Linked DNA regions of Mus musculus: all the other regions are linked to region 2. A link is a contact called in public HiChIP or PLAC-seq and Micro-C data. All regions are on one chromosome and are shown on one strand. Each heading gives the region's core, a stretch centred on a gene start, on an enhancer-like site or on the middle of the called end of the contact. The rest is flanking DNA. Distances are from core to core; before and after follow the strand shown.

Region 1 (2,700 bases), core at 51-2,550, 330 kb before region 2:
GTGTTAAGAGTGCTTGCTGCTCTTCCAAAGGACCAGATTCAGTTCCCAGCACCCACACCAGGAGTCTCACAACCTTCTACAGACACCAAATGGAAGACATACATATAATTTTTTTTAAAGTTACCCCAACATTTTTTTAATCATTGGGAACAAGGAATAACCAAAGAAACATGTTGACAATCATTGGAGGCTGTGTAAGAGAGATAGTTTTAATTTTAGATAGGATTTTCACTTGCAGTTCAGATTGACCTAGAACTCCACAGCCTCATGCCCTCAGCTTTAGAATGCTAGGGTTACAGGCACTACTACATCTGGCTATTGAAGGTGTTATAAACTCTCTCTCTCTCTCCCCCTTCCCACACTACCATCATCTTCCATACGTCTTTGGTGCCATTTGTACATTTGTCTGTCTGTCTGGTGGACCTCCTCCTACACTAAGCTGGGGCCCATAAGACGTCTTTTTAAAAATATATATTTATTTTATGTATATGAGTACACTGTAGCTGTCTTCAGACACCAGAAGAGGACATTGGACCCCATTACAGATGGTTGTGAGCCACCATGTGGTTGCTGAGAATTGAACTCAGGACCAATGAAAGAGCATTCAGCGCTCTTAACCACTGAGCCATCTCTCCAGCCCCACCATAACAAGTCTTCTGTGTTCTGAATTCACACTCACAATACCTATAGCAGAGTAGGAGCTTAGTATTTTTTTTTTAACTAAATGAAGTCTCAGGAGTCAGTGAATTGAGGCCCCGATATCCTAAGTCACTGACATGCTCTAACTTGAGATAGTCACGAGGTAAAGGTAACACAAATATTCAGAGGATTGTTTGGGAGATAATTGATACACGATTTACTGACCCCAAATCTGTATTTTCACCTAATATTGGGATACACACTGAAAACAATCCAAGCAAGGGCCGTTGGAAGGGGATGCGCCTAGAGCCTTGGGGCTTTGAGGACCATCTAGTTTTGTAAGATAAGCAGGGACCTTATTTCAGAAGGACTTTAGAAATCAAGATCTCTGGGGACCAAGAAAAGTCTAGAAAACTGGCTTCCCTAGCCGAGTCTGGGATGGGTGGTGAAAAGCTGGAACTCTGGAGCCTGCAAAGAATCAATCCGGTCCTGGAGAGTTAAGGTACTAAACTCTGGACAGGAGATTCCATCGTTTCCTGGCAACCACTAGTTCCGCCCACCGATTGCCCGCCTCTGGGCGTCATTAACTATTTTACCAATCAACTCATAGAACGACAGAAAATCAGACATCAATTGGAGGGCTTCTCAGCTCCGTCACTCAGAGACTCCGCCCCTCCCCGATTCTTCCTGACTGCCAGCGACAAACCTGAGCCGGGCGTTTGGAAACTGCTGGGCAGGTAATTGCGGTAGGTGAGGGGCCGCGGTGTCCCGTGTTTAGCATCTCCTACTATGGCCTGACCCCGAAACACAACTGAGGGTATCAGGGGCCGGATCGTCAAGACCAGTGATTTGTTTAGGCCGGGGTGACTGAGGCCTGGGATCTGGACACACGTTTTCCTCTACCGTTCTGAAGGTTCCCGGGGTCAGGGACATGCCTCACCCCACCCCACCCCCGAGTGAGTGCAGACTTGGGGTTTGGGTGTGTAGAGTACTTCCACGGAGATTCTAAGGACTTCGTGACATATCTGACCTTCTACTACTATCTACTTTGGGCCCTCGCGCTGGCTGGACTTGGCTGGAATTCAGACTTTGCCCTTGTCAGCTTTCCTGATCTTTAAAAGCCCTCTTAAAAGAAGGCGTCGACCGATTCCATAAACCTAGATGGTTATGGAAGCCCCTAGACTCTATGCATAGCCCTTCTCCCATCTCGGCGTGGGCGACTTTCAGTGTGTTTCCCAAGCAGGCATAGTGTTGGTGCTGGGTGAAAATAAGGATTTGGAAGCAAAACATCATATACCAGCAATGCTGCTTTGAGCAAACTGCTCATTTGATCTTGTTATTTCCTCTTCCTGCTTCTTCCTCGCCCTTTTCCTGCTCCACTTCCTTCTTCCTCACCAGCTCCTGGAATTCATGCTCTTTTCTGCCTCAGACTCCTTAGTGCAGGAGTACAGATGTGCTTCACCATTCCTAAATGTGTCTCTAAAATGATGAGAATGCCTCTCTTTCATTATTTACATTCAGTGCTAATTATTTGGTTGAATACACATTGCATACACTTATTCAATTATCGCACTTTACAGCAAAAATATGGGCAATTAAAATAGTAATAATAAAAAAATAAAGTGGAAAAAGTATGAATAGGGGTGTGGAGGAACTTGAAGTACACAGCCCTGCTGCCACTGTAATACACACTTAACCTTGCGCTATGATGACTTTTCACCAAGCCCATTTTTGCTGTTTTCACATGTGAGGGACAATGTAAGACTGTCAGTCTGTGTCCCACTGAAGACACCCTAACTGACCATGATAGAACAGCTGTATGAGGGAGGTCTGCAGACAGCACAGTAGTTAGCCACGGATGCACCATGGGAACATAGAGAGTCTTGTGTTCATTGAATATGTAAAATGCAAGGGCTGGGGCTGTAGCTTCTCAGATTCATTTGTGGAGCCTCATCCTGTAGGTGAAGGCTGTTGTGAGGCAGCAGAATCCACTGTCCAGCCCATGGTAAAGTCCTGGGCTCCTTTATGGACATCTCAAACTGCTTTATGTATTCATGTTTC
Region 2 (2,700 bases), core at 34-2,533:
ACCATAGGGTCTCATGTAGCCCAGGCTGGCCTCAACCTAACTGTAGCTGAGGATGATCTTGGAACTTCTGAGCCTCCTGCCTCCATCTCTCAAGTGCTGGGTTGTTAGCTTATAGCACCACACCTGGCTTCATCCTGGGAATGAATCAAACCAATCGTTTCGTGTATACTGGGCAAATACTCGACCAGCTGCGAAAAGTCCCTAGCTCTTCACTTATTCTACAAATAAACTCCATTTCAACTATTCTCAAGCCCTTTCTCTAGTCCTGGGAGCTTGTGGGGCACTCATTGTAAGACTCTGCTAGGCCTTCAGTATTCCCCGTCTCTAGCGCCCATGAGCTGATTGTCCAAAGGAAGTAGGTTTTCCACACATCTGATTGAAAAAAAAAAAAAATCTCAGGCTGTCTCCTTTCTGTAGGGGCCAGGTCTAGCGCTCTGTGGCCTAAAGATGGTTTTGTGCTCAAGAGAACCCAGCCCTGTCAGGGAATTCTTGCTTGTGTCTTTTGTCCTTTCCTAGACCCTAACTAGCCCATCTTTGAGGAGATAGGAGGTAGTGCCTGGGAAGTCCAAATGCCTGCATACTCTCGGGTCCTAAGGCACCTGCCCTGGGTCAGAGCGGCCAGTGTCTAAGTCAACTTGCTCCACAGCGACCGATCAACCGTGGAGCTGGCACGCGGGCGCGCTGTCAGGTTTGGAGACGTCTGAGATTGGAGAATGCACCCCCGCCCTTCTCTGAGTGAGCGCGTGCGGGAGGCACAATTGTGTGTGGCTGTGATTCGCTGCACTTTAGATGGCAGTTATCAGCCAGACTGAGCGCCCTCAGTCCGGAGCACAAATGCCTCATACCCCAAATTACTTTTCCTCTGTCTCTTGCCCACCTCAAGCTGGTGCACTGTCCAGTCCTGTCCTCGTGGGGTCCCAGTCCCTTTAACCTAAAACCGATGGCAGGAGCTCCCGCCAGTTTCTAAGCAGCGGAGGCTACCGATTCCGGCGGAGGCGGGGGGCGGGGAAAGATGACTGAGACTTTAGGATTGGCCCCGCCGGGTGCATGTGGCCCCCGGCGAGCAGCCTCCACCCCCGCCCCGCAACCGCCGCCGCATTCCCAGGGGAGCGCGGAGGAGGAGCCGCTCCCCAACTTCGTGGCCCACGAAGGGGTGGGGGTCAGGGGCGGTCTCCCTTGCCCTGTCCGTCTCTGCCCCGAAGGTGCAGTCTGCTTCCAGAGCAGCCATTGCCATGGAGACCCCTGAAGCTATAAAGCCAGGTATCTAGGCGTCGGGCACCTCAGGAGCCGCCGAGCCCCCCAAGTAAAAAAGCAAGCGTCCCGGCCCCCGCAAGAAAGGAGGAGGCGGGGAGAGGCTCTGGGAGCTGGAGGAGCGGCGCTCCCCGCCGAGGCAGGAGGCAGGCGCGCCAGGCGGGAGCCACCCGCTCAACAGGGGAGCAGGGGCTGCCCGGGGTGCGGGTGAGTGGCGTTGCTCCAAGCCACGAGGGACCAAGGGGCGTCGGATACAGGGAAGAGGGCCCAAGAGTTGAGGAGGCCGAGCTTGGAGCTTGAGCGGGAGTCGAAGCAGCCAGCAGCCCACACCTCCAGGCGTGGGGGGCCAGGGAGGAAAAGCAAGACGCCCTGGGAGCGGCGAGGCAGCCGAGCGGTAGGGAGACCTGAGCGGGAACTGCAGGACACTTGGTTGCAGCCACCTACACGCCGCTTGGAAAGAGCGGTACCGGTGTCCGGGCCGGGGCCGTAGCCCCGTGGGGTGAGGGAACAGGGGCGCCCCCGTGCGTCGGACTTCCGGGGCGCGGCGGCCGGAGCCATGCTCAAGCCCAAGGACCTGTGTCCCCGAGCGGGGACGCGCACCTTCCTTGAGGCCATGCAGGCCGGCAAAGTGCACTTGGCCCGTTTCGTGCTGGACGCGCTGGACCGCAGCATCATCGACTGCCGCGCAGAGCAGGGCCGGACGCCGCTTATGGTGGCCGTGGGGCTGCCGGACCCCGCGATGCGCTCGCGCTTCGTGCGACTGCTGCTGGAGCAAGGTGCAGCCGTGAACCTGCGGGACGAGCGGGGCCGCACTGCACTCAGCCTGGCCTGCGAGCGAGGCCACTTAGACGCCGTGCAGCTCCTGGTGCAGTTCAGCGGCGATCCGGAGGCGACGGACTCGGCGGGCAACAGCCCGGTGATGTGGGCGGCGGCGTGCGGCCACGGGGCGGTGCTGGAGTTCTTGGTGCGCTCTTTCCGCCGCCTGGGCTTACGCCTTGACCGCACCAACCGGGCGGGCCTCACCGCACTGCAGCTGGCTGCCTCCCGCGGCCACGGGACCTGTGTGCAAGCCCTCACCGGGCCTTGGGGTCGGGCAGCCGCTGCGGCAGCGGCCCGGGGTTCCAACTCCGACAGTCCCCCTGGCCACCCTGCCCCGGCGCCCAGCCCAGAGCGGCGACGACCCAGTCCCCGTCGTTTACCGCGCCCTCTTTTGGCACGGTTTGCGCGAGCTGCCGGCGGCCACGGTCACGGTCACGGCCATGGCCACGGCCACGGAGGCGAGCTTGCCTCTGCTGGCAAGGGCTCGGTCCGTTATAGGGCACAAGGCAATGAGAGACCAGAGTTGGGCCGGAGCATGAGCCTAGCTCTGGGTACCATGACCGAGGAGGAGACAGCACGCCTTAGGGCAGGAGCTCTGATGGCTCGACCAAACTCACCCCAGTCTTCGGG
Region 3 (2,700 bases), core at 191-2,690, 460 kb before region 2:
ACACAATACAATGTAGCAAGCCATAGCTGGGCGGTGATGGAGCACACCTTTGATGTCAGCATTCGGGAGACAGAGGCAGGTGGATCTCTTGAGTTCAAGGCCAACTTGGTCTACATAGTTCCAGGACAGATGGGCCTACACAGGGAAATCCTGTCTTGAATTTCCGCTCCCCGCCCCCCCCAAAGGAAAAAAACAGACAGAAAGACAGACAGACAGACAGACAGACAACAAAACCTCCATAATTTAAGAGAACCAAGCCAGGTAGGACATGCCTGGTGGGACATGCCTGTAATCCCAGTAATTGGGAAGCAAGGCTAGCCTCCAATACATAACAAACTGAGGCCAGCCTGTGTTACATGAGACCCTGTCACACACATACACAAAACTTGGAAAGAAGGCTAGTGAGATGGCTCAGCATGTAAGAGCACTGACTGCTCTTCCAAAGGTCCTGAGTTCAAATCTCACATGGTAGCTCACAACCACCCACAATGAAATCTGACACCCTCTTCTGGTGCATCTGAATACAGCTACAGTGTACTGATTTATAATAAATAAATCTTTGGGCCTGAGTGACTGGGGTTGACCGGTCAATTCCCAACAACCACATGAAGTCTCATAACCATCTGTACAGCTACAGTATACTCATATACATAAAATAAATAAATAAAACTCTAAAAAACAAAGAAAGAAAACTTGGAAAGAATTTTAAAAAATTATTTGAGGAGGAAGAGAGGTGAATGTGCCCAGCAATCCAGATTTCAACAACTGTACAGGTTTTCATGGCCCTTTGGGTATTGTCAAGACCTCTCCTGTTTCATGCTGAGCCCACTACTCCTGGCTATCCCCTGGGAGCTAGATTTGTACCTACCGCTGGGCATTGGAATAGGATGGGGTAGCGCGCCCAGCTATTTAGCTGTGGGGGTGGGGGGGCACCAGGTATCCTTTGAAAGGGGATTTGAGGAGACTTATAAAGCAGCCAGTACCACCTCCCTCCCATGTCCCCCCCCGAAACTTCACCTAGAGAAGCGTGACCTCAGACCCCCGCGTGGTGCTCTCCAGGCTGCCCGCAGCCCTCTCCACCTCTAACCCGAATTCTCTCTGCATCAGAACGAGCCCTGCCTGGAGGGGGCTACAGGTGAGCCGCTGTGTGCGCAGCTTAGCTTGGCCTTTGGCGTGCGGGCCCTGGCTGCAGCGCTTGTGAAGCGGGTCGTGGGTGTCCCCGCGGAACTCCCTGCCCATCCAGTCGCCTGACCCTGCCTGGTGTCCGCGCCGCGGGGGCGTGGTAGGCCGGTTGCGGGACCATCAGGAAAGTCCCTTAGAGTGGCTGTCGCTGTCACCCACTCCAGGTACTCACCATACGGATCTGAGTGCTGATGAGCAGATAGGGCATGGTGCGTGGCTGGGGCTGCCCGCGACCACAGTCCCGTTACTCCCTGCTCTGTCCGCGGGCGGCGCTTGGCGGCCGTGCGGACACTGCACGAGCCAATCAGGAGCGCGCGCCGCGGTCCCGCCGCCCCAGAGACCTGGAAGCGGGCGTGTCCCCGCGGACTTCACTAGGAGTTGTGGCCATGGCGTACAGGGTGCCTGTCGCCCCTTTGCCCTCTTCCTGCAATACCTCCATGCTCAGGCTCCAAAGTCCGGCGGATGCCAGTCGGTTTCCGCCTGTCCCTAAAACGTAGCAGAGCGAAAACTGCGCTGAGGACTAAAGGGAAGCGGGGACTGCGTGTCCTCACCAGGACGCGTGCCTTGTGAACTTAAGTGCACGAGGCGAGGCGAGACGCGAGTGTCAGGTCCTGGGCAGTCCTGCGTCCTGGGGTCTGTCCTGGGGTCTGTCATTTTCAAGTGTGGCTGCGGGTCTTTGCATGCCTATCTATGGCCCTGCAAATTAAGTCTGTGCATCATCTACACTCTTGGCTGGGTGCCAGTCCTCTGGCTGTAAAGGCGCGGAACCTGTTCCTCCTGCAGGGAGCCTTGGGAGCACGCGCAGATCACAGGGTAACACCTGAGGCATAGAAACGTCGATCCCTAAGCCTGATGCCCAAGAGAGGGCGGCGAGTTCACAACTAGCTGGTCCACGCCCTCATCTAGAAGTAGACAGGTCAACATTCTTCAACCGACTCATTCTGATTGGTTCCCTAAAAAGCAAAGACGAACAAAATAGTTGCCCTGGAAAAGCATATAACCAGTTGCCCTGGAACACGCCCCGCCCCTGGCCTGGAAACCTGACCTTCTTACCTAACTGGTCTGATGTATTTATATGATCCTCTTCCTGTCCGGCACCAGCTCTCGCACCCCAACAATTAGCGAGAGGGATAAGACGCATCTATGTTTAACAAAGAGCTCGTTAAAGAGGCAGAAAGGGACGTGCTGTAATGCAGAGGTAGAGGGCAAAAACTGAGGTTCTAAATTTAACCCTCAGTCCTGGGACGGTGAAAATAAAAGTCTCATCAGGGAACCTATCAAGAACCCCTACAGGGGCTGGGATGATGCTCCGCTGATTCCATGGTTCGCTGAGTTTGATCCTAAGCTCCGTTGTAAGCCGGAACTGAGAGCTGGGATAAAATAAGCTCTTTTTCCCCTAAGATGCTGGGCTTGTTGTGGTGGTGGTTGTTGTTTGTTTTGAGTATTTTATCTCAGCAACAGGAAGGAAGAGAGAGAGAGAGAGAGAGAGAGAGAGAGAGAGAGAGAGAGAGAGAGAGG
Region 4 (2,705 bases), core at 181-2,680, 330 kb after region 2:
TGATGTCTCACCTCATGTCATATAGAACCTTACCCCTGACTCATCATTGTAGTCAGTGGAAAATCCACCTAAGACGCGACCGTAAGACCGATGTTACCTTGTCCCTGGTTCTGTATTTTCATAAAGAATGTGTGTCTCAAATTTGGGGATCAAGGTGACCTCCACTTTTTTTTTTTTTTTTTTTTTTTTTTTTGCCGTGAAAGGTCTCACATATTCAAGCCTGCCAATTTATTTTGTAGCAAATTCCCAATTCTCTTGCCTCTCCCTCCAAAACTCTGGGATTAGAGGTATGCACCACCATGCCTGGCTCATTTCTATATTTTTCTTCCCTTGATCCTTCTCTTAGTTCCTTGTTTCCATTTCACTCCTCCTGCCTTATTATTTCTTCTTGTATGCCTGCTTATCCCAACTTCCCAATTTACATCAGCCTGCAGGAAACCCCCTCCAAGTCTTCATCGCTGAATTCATTAGCAGTGCCCCGTGTGGAGGTGAGGCCCAATGAAAGGGCCTGGGAAACCATCAGTGGGTTCCTTTAGTCCACCTTTCGAAGATGGACAAGGCTTTGACTTGACGGAGGGCCCGGGAGGCTGGGCTCCCTGCCCAGATGGCAGTGGCAAATGATATAGAGCCTGCAGGCTGTACCTCTAAGGACGCTGGGGCAGTAACCACAGCAGCAAACGCAGTGCATCCTTCAGCAGCTAGATACTGAAACTGCGCGCCTCCCACGCGCCCCGCGACGAAGTCACGCTCCACTGGGGCAAAATGGCGCTACGTCCCTCACCAGCAGCGTGAGGGGGTGGGTCGTGCGTCACGTGACCTCGCCTGCCTGCCGCGCGGCCCCGACTGCCCCAGGCACGCGCTGGGAGCCCGGCTGCAGAGCGGGCGGCGGCTCTGCCCCGCTAGGGGCATCCTACCTGGTCCCTGCTAGGTCACGACAATCTGTCCAAGCCAAGATCCGACCTGGAGTGGTGGGGCTGAGGCCAAGGGTGGGGGCGGCTTGTAAAGGCAAAGTGGCGGGGGGTGCAGAGCCGGCTCCAGGGGTTCAGGCAGCCCTGGGGATTAGACCCCAGCTGAGCGTCCCAGAGTCCTGGCGTTCAGCCGAGTGTGCGGGGGCCAAGCTGTGGACACTCAGGGCCTGTTGCCCAGCCTTGGCTGCCCTTGGTTTAGCCCCCACCTTCCCAGCTATGATCACTAGGCTGGGGCATTTCATGGGGATTCGCACCGCCCCAGCTTCGAAGCTACTAGCGGCATTGAAATATAGCTTCAGCCAAATGCTCCCATCCCACTAGGGAGAGAGGATCAGAGCGTGCGCGGGGTCCTCCGCAGCCACCGATGTGTGTGCTGGGTGGGCTTGGCCGCGCTGCCCGCCCCCTCCCCCCCCCTCGGGAGGAGGGCCCAGCGATGCTCTGTGACCGTGCCGCCTCCATGTGGTTGCTGACGGGCCCAGGGGGGAGCAGGCATGGGGCGCGGCCGCACCTCCCTCCCACCCCTCCTCGCGGATGGCTGGCTAGGCGATGAGCAGACGTGAGGGGCTAGCCGGCTGGCCGGCTCTGCAGGACGCTGCCTGGCTCCCGAGCGTCGGTCCCTCCACGCCCGGGGCAGGAGCGGCTGTGCGCTGGGCTCAGAGGCCAGGCGGACGAGCGCAAACCCCGGGCTTCGCTATGGGGCACAACAGCAGCTGGGTGTCACCGAACACCAGCCACCCGCGCAACACGTCGGGCGCCGAGGCTGGCGCCAACCTCAGCGCGTTCGGGGAGCTGAGCGAGGCTCAGCTGTACCGCCAGTTCACCACCACCGTGCAGGTCGTCATCTTCATTGGCTCGCTACTGGGTAAGCCAACCCGCGGGGCCACCAGCGGGCCGGACTTTCCCGAGGACACAAGAGCTGCCGTGGGGTGCGGGGTGCCTGGCCATGTGCGGGGAGTTGAAGGAGGTTTAAGTTAAGCAAGGACGGTCACCTCCAGCCTGGAGGCTGGAAGCAGAAGAGTTGGGACAGGGCTTCTCTTGGCAGGATGGTACAGGTACAGGGTTCTGGCGAAAGACCTGTCCAGACAGCCCTTGTCCAAAGCTTCAGACTCCGCGCATCACCGCTTACCTTCTGGTGCCCGGGAGCATCGCTGCCTCTAGCTCTTGTTTACAAATAGGAGCAACGATTCCCGGGGAATTTGTGACTGATGAAGGAATGTTAACTCAGTCAAAAATGTGTTTTTGCGCTACTATTTCCGATATAAGATAATTATTTTTGAGAGAGCTCTATTTTACATGTCAGTTTTGGTTTGTTTCTAGTAACGGGGACTTTTTTTTTTTTTTTTTTTAAGAGCGTGTGAAGTTAAACTTTACATTGTCTTCAGATAATTTTACAATCTTTGAGTAAAACGAAACCCACTGGACTCCTCCACCTGTATTTTAAGTGCATAACAGAGATAAGAAAAAAAAAAAAAAACCAACAACAAATGTCTCAAACCACTCACAGAAGATTATAGATTTCCTCCCTTGTTCAGAGGGGATTAAAGAAAATAAATTGACCAAAATGAACTGCGCTACTCTGTTACAGGGCACTGGATCCGTTTTCAAAAAGAGCTGCAGGACATAAAAAGGATGAAAGAATTACTGTTCTTGTAATTTCTTGTGCAATGGCTAGTAAAATGTGTGTGGGTTAGGGTGAGACTCATCTTTCCTCCCCCCTACTCTTAAATGGCTCTTGCT

The links. A called contact is a pair of places that touch in the nucleus more often than the background predicts. HiChIP or PLAC-seq counts read pairs in DNA pulled down with a chosen protein or histone mark.
Region 1: an H3K4me3 HiChIP or PLAC-seq map of forebrain shows a contact between it and region 2, with 2.7 times the contacts expected there. The contact joins the promoter of Ccdc32 here to the promoter of Ankrd63 in region 2. A contact is called at or near these places in 1 of 39 promoter capture datasets (neural stem cells), 4 of 115 datasets of contacts at active chromatin or transcription factors (the SCID.adh cell line, bone marrow-derived macrophages, forebrain and 1 more) and 2 of 9 other capture datasets (adipose tissue and macrophages).
Region 3: a Micro-C map of embryonic stem cells shows a contact between it and region 2, with 2.9 times the contacts expected there. The contact joins the promoter of Gchfr here to the promoter of Ankrd63 in region 2. A contact is called at or near these places in 3 of 39 promoter capture datasets (the C10 cell line, the HPC-7 cell line and pre-B cells) and 1 of 484 Hi-C or Micro-C datasets (embryonic stem cells).
Region 4: a Micro-C map of embryonic stem cells shows a contact between it and region 2, with 2.7 times the contacts expected there. The contact joins the promoter of Gpr176 here to the promoter of Ankrd63 in region 2. A contact is called at or near these places in 2 of 39 promoter capture datasets (cranial neural crest and stem cell-derived epiblast-like cells), 7 of 484 Hi-C or Micro-C datasets (CD4 T cells, embryonic stem cells and forebrain) and 2 of 115 datasets of contacts at active chromatin or transcription factors (embryonic stem cells and memory CD8 T cells).

Annotation. Positions count from the first base shown.
Region 1 is chr2:119,027,993-119,030,692 of GRCm38.p6, reverse strand. Ccdc32 (coiled-coil domain containing 32) reads left to right here and starts at 1,300. Exons shown (of 4, transcript NM_199310.2): 1 at 1,300-1,376.
Region 2 is chr2:118,702,546-118,705,245 of GRCm38.p6, reverse strand. Ankrd63 (ankyrin repeat domain 63) reads left to right here and starts at 1,283. Exons shown (of 1, transcript NM_001081971.1): 1 at 1,283-2,700. The coding sequence starts at 1,808. It also overlaps a transcript of Plcb2 not described here.
Region 3 is chr2:119,166,528-119,169,227 of GRCm38.p6, reverse strand. It overlaps Gchfr (GTP cyclohydrolase I feedback regulator), which reads right to left and starts at 1,440. Exons shown (of 3, transcript NM_177157.4): 1 at 1,355-1,440. The coding sequence starts at 1,390.
Region 4 is chr2:118,372,144-118,374,848 of GRCm38.p6, reverse strand. Gpr176 (G protein-coupled receptor 176) reads left to right here and starts at 1,430. Exons shown (of 3, transcript NM_201367.3): 1 at 1,430-1,830. The coding sequence starts at 1,662.